2 separate regions of the Mus musculus genome follow, and region 2 is linked to region 1. A link is a contact called in public Hi-C data. All regions are on one chromosome and are shown on one strand. Each heading gives the region's core, a stretch centred on a gene start, on an enhancer-like site or on the middle of the called end of the contact. The rest is flanking DNA. Distances are from core to core; before and after follow the strand shown. Region 1 has its middle 38 kb from the start of Gm30206. Region 2 overlaps Prkar1b (protein kinase, cAMP dependent regulatory, type I beta).

Region 1 (4,845 bases), core at 911-3,410:
GCATAAGCACACATACACGCACACAGATGCATGTGAAAGCACATACTCACAGTCTCCAGGAGCGACAAGGCTCTGCCTCTTGCTGGTTTTGCTTCTCTCATGGAGAGCCTGGTCCCACCCTTGCTGCCCTGTGACCTTGTGCCTTGTTTAGGTGGAAAGGAATTTCTACATCGTTATCAGTGTTCCCAGCTTCCCTCTGTTGAGTCTGGTCAGCCATACCCCTATCTCCCCAGAAATCTGTCTATTTCATCTCAAACAGCAGTTGCATCAGGGTAGACCACAGGCACCGCATGTCCAGAGCTAGTCTTCACAGCTGCTCTACAAAGTGCCTCTCAACTCCCTGTAGCCCTGGTGCCCCTCACCAGGCAGGAACCTCTGCCCTCCTGGATCCTGTCAGCTGTCCCTCAGTTCTTCTCTCTGAAGACTCTACCGACTCAGTTTCCTAGGACAGAGGGAAGCCTCTCTCCTGCTCTCCCCTGCTCCTGAGAAGGTACTGCCCTCACTCTGGGCTTTAGTCATTCAAGCCTGGGCAGGGGACCAGATCGAGACTGCCAGCTGTAGCCTGCTGCCTGGCTTTTGGCACAGGCTGCACACCTCTGATGGCTGCTGGAGGTTTTGGGGATGGCATCACATGACTTTGGATCTCCCAGGATTCAGAAAGCCCCAGTGGCATGGTAGCTTCTTTGGCGAGGACAGGTCAAGAACAGCTGCTATCCAGGGCAAACCTACAGCACCATTCTTCAACTTTGGATGATGCTACCAAGTCAATCAGTTTGTGTCTTCCTTACCTGGGTGGGCTGCCCCGTAACCACACAGAGAGGGTAGGCCTTAGGACTTAGAGCAGTGTTCTTTGTGCAGTGGAGTTGCCAGCTATGAGCGTGCAGGGCAGGGGTATTTCTGTTTCAGGAGCCAGCACAGGGCCAGGGTTTGAGGACCACATGGGGCTGGTAGGTGGAGCCTCCTTTCCTCCTCCAAATAAAGGCCCGCTCTCCTCACCCTGGGCTGAGCAGTAATGATTAACGTGGCTGGCTCTGTTCTCTTTGTTTCTGCTGGGCTGGGACTGTGGATGCGGGAAGTAGGGGACACACAGTCTCTCCCTGCTGCGCATGAATGCTGGGTTTATCTTCTCTTCAGGCTTCTCTGGTTTCAGCGCCTTATTTGTTCTGACATAGATGGGCTTTATCTCCAGTTCCTAATGGCCAATGGAACCCCAGATAGTTCCTCAGAGGCTCTGGCCCACTGTAGGTGTGCTGATGGGATTGACCATGCTGGGTCTCTGAGGAAGACACAGCCCACAAGGGTCCTTGTCTGTGTGACTCTGTCCGTTGTTTGTGCTCAAGGGAGGCAAGCAGACAGAGCAGAGCAAGAAAGCCTCCCTTAGCAAGGGGTGGAGGCCTTGGGGATAAAGACCTTTCAGAAAACCTTTGTACTGGGCACTCATCTGTGGTCATACTGGGTGCTCACCTGTGCTCATACTGGGTGCTCACCTGTGGTCATCCTGGATACTCATTCATTCACCTGGGACAAGTTGGTTCAGCAATTGCTAAACCATATTCAGTTGCTGCATAGGCTCTAGATGGTGGGGCCTGCTATTTTTCCTGAAAGAAATTTCTAGAAAGTACTTCCTCATACCCCTTTCTTTTTTGCTGGTCTCTGATCCAAGCCTCAGTAAGTTGGACATGTGCCCTGGTTTAGCTCTGGACAGAGTGGATGGAGCCCCAGGGCCTCTGGGGGCTGCAAGCTGGAGCTGCATCTGCCTGCCCATCTTGCCTTGTGTTTCCTCCCTGAGTCCCTACTGCTGTGCCCTAGTCTTCCCCCATACTCCCCCCAGGTCCCCCCACCCCCTGTCAGATTACTAGGCCTCCAGAAGCCTAAAGCCAGGGAACAATATGGCATAACCTGGCAGGTGTCACTGGAAGTCTGATTAGATTTTCTGCACAGCTGAGAATGTAAATATTGGTGAGAGTCGGAAGACCAAGTCATCTCTGGCAAGATATTACGTCATTCCAACACCTGCTCTGGACAGAGCTCTAAGGGCATGTGACCCACCTCATGGCTGGCATTGCCACAAGAAGCTGATAGGTGTTGCCATGAGGGACACAGTGTATGACCAGCTGCGTGTTTGCAGAGCTGGCAATACCGGCCACTAGGTCCCAGCATGGGACTCAGCAGGCCCAGCTGTCTCTGCCTGGACACTGGGCCAAACAGTGAGTTCTCTGGGCCCCCGGAACTTATCTTGAGTCAATAGAGACTCTGGGCAGCCACAGAGGCTGTTGACCAGGCCAGCAGACAAGAGTGGCATTCAGGTCCCTAGCTGGTTTCCAGTGAGCTCAGCTGCTCCACAGCTGGGGCCAGGGACGGCCTGCACCCCACCCGCCTGCTGGGCCTGTTTTCCTGCTGGTAAACAAGGAGCCTGGGAAGGGTCAGAGCTCTGGGCATCAGTGGAGCAAGGTCTTTATTATGTATAGCTACAGGCACCTGGGGGGAGGAAGCTGTGGTAGAACACAGAAATAGCCACACCATGGCACCTGTGGGAGGACAGTGGGCAGATTACCCTTTGAAGCAGGAACCATAGTGTAGTGACCAAGTCCTGCTCTGGGGGCTAGGGTTCTTCAAGATATCATTTGATGACTGAAAAAGTTGAGGAGGGGTCACTAGAACAGGCAAGAGCAAAGAGGATGTTCCCCTGAACCCTGAGGACTCACAACAAACCCCATACTGCCCTGTCCAAGCTTGTTGTAGGTCAGTAGGTAGAAGCGGGTCTCATTTCCTTGGGCAACCTTGAGTCTATGACAAAGCTGAGGACACACAATGAGGACCTATCAGACAGTCTGTCTGTTTATCTGGCCACACTGACCAGAGCCTTTCCAGATTGGGGAGTTATAGGAATGTCCTAGGGTCTCTTCTGACAGCTATGCAGTACCCAGGCAGAACCCACATGTCTCCTTTCTCTTCAGCCCTGAACTATTGGGCTGACATGCTGGGGGAAGGGAGCTAGAGGAAATGGGTGTAGCCTCACCTGGTGGACATGGTTTGTGTTCAGGGTGTCTGATTTGCTTCGAAGCGATCCAGAGCTGGGGGTGCCCAATGGGCAGGGACATAATGCTGGAAACTTTTCAAGTTTGTGTTCTGTTACTGTGACAAACACCATGACCAAAGCAAGATAGGCAGGAGAGAGTTTATTTGGCTCAGACTTCCAGGTCACAATCCATCACTGAGAGAAGTCAAGTAAGGGACCTGGAGGCAGAAACAATGGAAGAACACTGCTTGTTGGTTTGCTCTTATTAGTGTTTTTATACAGCCTATGGCCACCTGCCTAGGAAGTGGTGCCGCCCACAGTGGGGTGGGCCCTCCTACACCAACTAAGACACATTAACATTACACTACTACATCACATTAACCCACAGTCGTGTGCACAGGCCAGCTTATTAAGATAGTTACTCAACTGGCATTCTTCTCGAGTGATTCCAGACCATGTCAAGATGACAGCTAAGGCTGACTAAGACAGGGACCCTCACTGCAAGCTGACCCTGGGAGTACAGTCAGGAGTCTTTATCTCGTTACTCTCTGGACTCTGTGGTGGTTCACCCTGCTTTGTGTCCCTAAAGCTCAGCATGGGATTCTGGTGTCTTTCCAAGCCCTCTGCCTAGATAGAATTAGCTAATGCTCTATTGATAAGCATCCCCAATTCCTGTCCATGAGAATGTGACCTCTTAGGAAACAGGGTCTCTCCTGATGACATTAGTTAAAGTCCTGGTTTTAGATTCAAGCCTTCATTTTGGTATTGTCTTTGTTGTTTGAGACAGTCTCTCATGTAGACATGACTGATCTCCAACTCACTACGCAGGCAAAGATGACCTCAAATTCCTGATCCTCCTGACCCATCCTCCAAGCATTGGGCTTACAGGCAAAACCATCGGTTTTTGTAGAACAGGAGGCTGAACACAGCTTGAACAAGGCTTTGCGCACGTTAGATAAGCACTCTGGCAACTGAATCACCTTCTCTAGCATAATAAGTCAGCCTTAAGTTTAATGACAAGAATTCTAATCAGAAGAGTGAACAGAATGGCCATGTCAAAAGGGGACATAGCCAGGCTATGTGCCCACACTGAGGAATGCCAAGCACCATAGGCAGCAACAGACACAGGAGTGGGGCTGGATTTCTGTTGGCCTCAGGAGGCACCAGACCTTCAGGAGCACTTCATTGATCCTAATTCATGATCATTTGTGCCAGCACTTCCAGAACACTCTCAGACTCCCAGAGTATGCCCTGGACTCCTGGAACCATGGATGAGCCTTAGAAAACTCACTATCCTCACATGGTGCTATACGTTCTGCTGAGCCAGAGGCAGGGTGCTGTGACTCATGACAAAGCTCTACAACCATTTTTCCCATAGTAGAGGAGAAACTGGAGGCTTTAAGGTACTAGGTATGATGGAAGTTATGGCTCCAATGGGTATCCTCAGGCTATACCCTGTCCTCTGTCCATGAAGAATAAACTCTGTAGTGATCCTAGACCTGGGAAGACGTGAGGATGAGTTGGAAGACCCGCTGTTCCATTCCTGACCCTGTGTGTCCCTAGGACTCTAGATAACTCAGGGAACCTCAGTTTCCTTGACTATGGATGGGCCTAGAAGCTTCTCATCTTCCCTCTGACCTTGGCTGAGGTCACTGCCCATCAAGTTCCCATAGACTCAAAGAACCCATGTCTTGCTGTGGCATCAGGACACAAGACTCCTTAGAAACCTGGGACTATGAGTCACAGGGTGCCCATGCCCTGAGTACCTGCTGGCAATGTGATCAGTGTGCAGACAGCATGGGGCAGCTCTAGTCAGGCCCTGTGTA
Region 2 (4,845 bases), core at 1,741-4,240, 230 kb before region 1:
CAGCTCAGCAGGTCCAGGCCCTTCGGCTATAGGTTTTTGTAAGATGTTCTCTGGTAGTGTGCTGGACCATTGTAGCCCTTTTCAACCTCCTGGTGATTTGGTCCCAGAAGAGAGGCCCTGGTTCTTCTAGGTACCCTAGGTTTTCCCTTGTCTCTGTCCATTAGCTCCAATGTGTAAAAATATTCCACTTAGGTCCAGTGGCTTGTTAGGGATGCACTAGTGGGCTATGGATGAGGGAGACTATAAGGAAAGCCCAAGCAAGGGGTCAGCAGTTTGGGCTTGGTGTGTCTTACCTCTAGAGGATCCCATGCCACAAGTGGCTTCTTCACATTCATGTGGATGACCCACTCCCACCTCCATTTGTTAGGGAGGGAAACAGGAGGCTTCATGGCTTCTTTAGAGCTGAAATCAGACTTTCTGTGGGTCCTAGATACCTGACAGCTCCCTGGGCCAGCATCCTAGGACATTTCCTGTCCCCCTGGCTAGGCTGGCCACTGTTGGGTGAGCTGCTGGTGCATTACTGCCTCTTCCACTGATAGCATAGTCCCCACATAGGACACAGAGAGCTGGCATCCCTTTGCCTATGGACCCAAAGCTTGTGACAAACCTAGAGTCTTTAGGGACCCTGGATCAATGGTTTCATGGACTCATCCATGTGGCATCTTGGATATAACTGTCCCCTTCACTCCCAAATTTGTTATGTGTGACCAAACACATCCGAACCTTCGTCTGCTCACACCAGATGGGGAGCTCACAACAGACCAGAGTAGACTGTACAAAAGTCAACTCGGTGAACCAATGAATCTTTATTGGAGTTACCAACAGGAGTACGGGTGAGAGGTCGCTTACACGAGCAGGGCTGACTCAGAAGCAGCTGTATCACTGACAAGTTCAACCCAGCCTTGGAGACACTCACAAACACAGCAACCATGGAGCCCTCTGAAAGATCTGCAGGCAGCTCAATGGGTCCAGGAATCTCCTTCTGGCAGCCTCCCCCATCCCCCTCCCCGTAACCTCTCCCTCCACCAGTGTCATCCCTCTGCAATTATTTACTTTGTCTACAAAGCTGGGGAGGGGCCTTGAGAATCTTGGAAATTCCCACTTTTCCCACACTTGTGTTTTGTTTACCTCTGGAGTCTCAGGAGCCACCCCTCCCCCACCTCTGAAGGAAACTGCTAGAATTTCAAGTGTGAAGACTCAGTCTAGGGGTGGGGGTAGAGGTACAGGGCAGATTCTCACCAGGAGGAAAGCCTTCTGATCAGAGGAGGAGTTCCTAGCAGGAGCGGAGGTGCTGGGCAGTACAGAGCCTGACATGGGATGGACATCTTGGTGGGAAGCTGTGTGTGTGTGTGTGTGTGTGTGTGTGTGTGTGTGTGTGTAAATGAGAGTGCAGACTAGAGTCCAGGATGACTTGTTTTGCACCACCAGTTTGTGAGGCATCCTTTGTAGACTAGCCTTGTGTTAGCCCATGTCATGCTCACCCAGTGCCCATTCTCACCTGCACTCATATCCTTTCCTGACTCCATCTATCCCCCGCAACCTTGATTTATTCATTATGCAGGTGTTTCTGTACAGTGGATGCTCTGGGTACATGAGGCATCTGTGGTACCTGTGGTACTGGGTACCAGTGGGTGGTACTAACTAGGTCAGGCTCCTCTTTAGGTTCTAAGCTGATTGCTTACAGTGTGTGTGTGTGTGTGTGTGTGTGTGTGTGTGTGTGTGTGTGATATGTATGTGGATAAATGTGTCTGTGTGGGTGTACATGCATGTGGAAACCAGAGGGTCAACCTTGAGCATCATCTTAGGAGCCAATCATCTTAGTTTTTCTTCTTCCTCTTCTTTTGTGTGTGTGTGTGTGTGTGTGTGTGTGTGTGTGAGAGAGAGAGAGAGAGAGAGAGAGACAGAGACAGAGACAGAGACAGAGACAGAGACAGACATACACAGAGACAGAGAGAGACAGAGAGAGATGGAGTCAGAGACCAGAGAGAGGGACACAAAGAGACACACACAGAGACAGTCAGACAGACAGGAGGGGGCAGGAGGTTTTAAAATATTCCTCTGAAATCAGAGGACGATTTGAGTCAAAGCTCTCCTTCTACATGTGTTCCAAGGTTTGAACTCGCCATAAGTCTTAGAGGCAAGTGCCTTTATTCCTGAGCCATCTTGCTGGCCCCACTACCTTGTTTTTTTAGACAAAGTCTTTCACTGGGACCTGAGACTAGCCGGCCGGCTAGACTGGCTTACAAGTGAGTCCTAGGGATCCTCTTGTTTCTTCCTCCTGATATTCTTGCTTCTAATTCTTGGAATTAGAGGCATGCACCATCATGTTTGACATTTTATATGGGTTCTGGGGTTGGGCTCAGGTCCTCATGCTTGTGAGGTAAGTACTTTACTAACTGAGCCATCTCCCCAGAACCATTATCTACAAACATTTTGGGGGGTGCAGGGGGGATTTTAAAGGCATACAAAGGAAAGATTCTGATCCAAGCTCTACCAGCTCCCACCTCCTTGTGTTCTGTGGGGTCACAGCCATCAGCCATTGCTATGGTACACGGCCCAGCTGCAGACGGTAATTTTCAGCCCAGCTTCAATCCTCCTGGCTGCACCAATCCCGTATGCCTCATGAATGGCAACAGCATCTCTCACCCGCACCTGCCCAGAGATGCCATTCACAGAGATGGTTTTCTGAAACTGGGAGCCCAAAAGGTCTGCGTTTGTTTATATTCAGAGCTGCTTTAGAGAGCTGCCTGGTTTTTAGCCCATGGAGGCCCACCAAGCTGCTCTGTGACAAGGCCAAGGTGATGGGGAAAGGGCCTGTGAGAAAGGAGCTGGGTAAGAAATGAAGGACGCTCCAGAACCACCCGGTGAATGTCTTCTGTGTCCCAAGTGTCTCCCTGCAGGGCCAACCTTTCTGCTTTTCCTCCTGTGACAGCTGGTTTATGCTGTCCTTCAGAAAAGGCAACAGTTGCTAAGAACTAGGCAAACAAAGAGACTCCCAGGAACAGCTGGAGGAGGACAGCTGGGGGACAGCTGCCAAATCTGAGTGCTCAGGCCACCCAAAACAGAGAGCTTAACCGGTTTGGTGGCACTAGGAACCACTGCTCCTCTTTTCCTTCCTCCCCAGGTGGCTTCTTACTCCCAAGCAGTGGAGACAGGAGTCAGTGTGAGCCATTCATCTGTCTGTCCGTCCACATTCACCATCAATCATCTGCCCACCCAGCACTCCTCTCCACCCTCCATCCAGCACTCACCGTCAATCCATTCATCACGTACACTCACCCACCATCCATCCACCTATCCTGTGTCACCTATCTGTCCAAATTCCATCTGTCATCCATCCACCCATCCATCCATCCATCCATGCATCCATTTACTCATTCACACTTTCAATAGAAACTGCTTGGGACTCTTCCATATGTGGCCAAACAGTGACAAGGTTCATAGGTGTACATAGTAGATGGGAGCATATAGATCCTTCCTTCCTTCCTACCTTTTTTTTTCTTTCTTCCTGTTGTTAGTTTCAATACAGGGTCTTACTATATAGCCCCAGCTGTCTCAGAATTTGCTTTGTAGACCAGGCCTGCCTAGAAGTTATGGTGATCCTCTAAGGTGCTGGGATCACACTTGTGTGCTGCTATGCCTAGCTTGCTGCTCTCTCTTCCAAGGAGAGTAGTCTCTGCAGAGACTGAAGAGAGGTGTGGCTGAGGAAGCATCGTGCTGATGCACTTGGATTTTGCACTTTAAAGGCACATGCATTGATTTCCTAGCAAACCCTCACACGGCACGAGGGTTTGTATCACCAAGAGCTCCCTATAAACTTCTAAGATAGGGGTATGATTGCCCACATACACAGAGGAGGGAAACTGAGGCTGGGGAGATGGATGTCCTGGATCATACTCTAACTTGCCAGAGATCTGCTTGTCAGCTCTAAGCCATGCCCAGCAGTGGGAGCTGTGCCATTGCGGTGGGAAGCCTGGGCTTGTGCTCATGTAGTCCACAAGCATCCTGTAGACATCTCCTCCAGATGAGATCACCTTTAAAGAAAAATGGCATGCCATGAGCCACACAGACAGGCTGCTAGCTTTGCAGAGCTGCATTCTTATGGAAGAGATTCTTAGTCATCAAGAGAGGTTGCTGACATACCATATATGGTGTGTGAGATGGTATGTTCCTAAGGTGGAATGACGGTAGTAATGGTGGCAGAGGTGTGATGATAAAGATTGTGATTGTAGTGATGATCATGATGGTGAAGATGACAGTGACAGTGGTGGCGGTGATGGCAGTGGTGGCGGCGGCAGCAGCAGCGGTGATAGTGGTACTGGTGAAGGTGATGACAATGTTGGTTATAGTGGCAGTAGTAATAAAAGTGATGTTGATGGTAGCTGTGGTAATGATGATAGTGTGATGTGTCGGATTGTGGTGCTGATGGTAGTGATGGCTATGGTGGGGCTGATGCAAACGGTGATGATGATGGTAGTGATACTAGTGGAGGTGATGATGATGAAGGTGATGATGAAGATGGTATCAATGATAGGGGTGTTAACAGCCATCATGATAATGGTGACACCAATAATGGTCAGATAATGATGGCTTCAGAGGGAAAGAGGTCTTTCTTTCTGAAGAGCACAGCACTGCCAGAAGCCAACCCTTGTTTTCTTCTGGCTAGAGGTGGCTATACCATACTTGATGGGGACAGAACCAGGTAAAAGCCAGGTGCTGCAAGGCCCTGCCCAACTACTGACTGAAACCTGCCAGATGGCATCAGTGGCCTCCAAGCAGCCACAAAGCCTGTGGGGCACTCTCTGTCTGGTCCCCTGCCGTGGTGACTCAAGATAGGCTGTATGA

What was found. Hi-C and Micro-C count contacts between places; a contact is called where the count stands out from the background.
Region 2: a Hi-C map of muscle stem cells shows a contact between it and region 1, with 2.0 times the contacts expected there. The contact joins two enhancer-like sites. A contact is called at or near these places in 6 of 15 datasets of contacts at CTCF or cohesin (the NIH/3T3 cell line, embryonic stem cells, large pre-B cells and 2 more), 154 of 484 Hi-C or Micro-C datasets (2-cell-like embryonic stem cells, the 4T1 cell line, the AML12 cell line and 77 more), 24 of 115 datasets of contacts at active chromatin or transcription factors (the 230-238 cell line, T-cell acute lymphoblastic leukemia, astrocytes and 13 more) and 2 of 9 other capture datasets (embryonic stem cells and embryonic tail).

The regions. Positions count from the first base shown.
Region 1 is chr5:138,861,231-138,866,075 of GRCm38.p6, reverse strand. It overlaps the pseudogene Gm31891. Among named protein-coding and RNA genes, the nearest start is that of Gm30206, 38 kb to the right of the region's middle. Within about 2 kb of position 2,160, at least 39 of the 459 cell types and tissues checked have an H3K27ac peak or open chromatin away from gene starts, as enhancers often do. A contact at or near this core is called in muscle stem cells, where this site is marked.
Region 2 is chr5:139,091,891-139,096,735 of GRCm38.p6, reverse strand. The region is part of intron 4 of Prkar1b (protein kinase, cAMP dependent regulatory, type I beta); the gene reads left to right. Among named protein-coding and RNA genes, the nearest start is that of Prkar1b, 35 kb to the left of the region's middle. Within about 2 kb of position 2,990, at least 6 of the 459 cell types and tissues checked have an H3K27ac peak or open chromatin away from gene starts, as enhancers often do. A contact at or near this core is called in muscle stem cells, where this site is marked.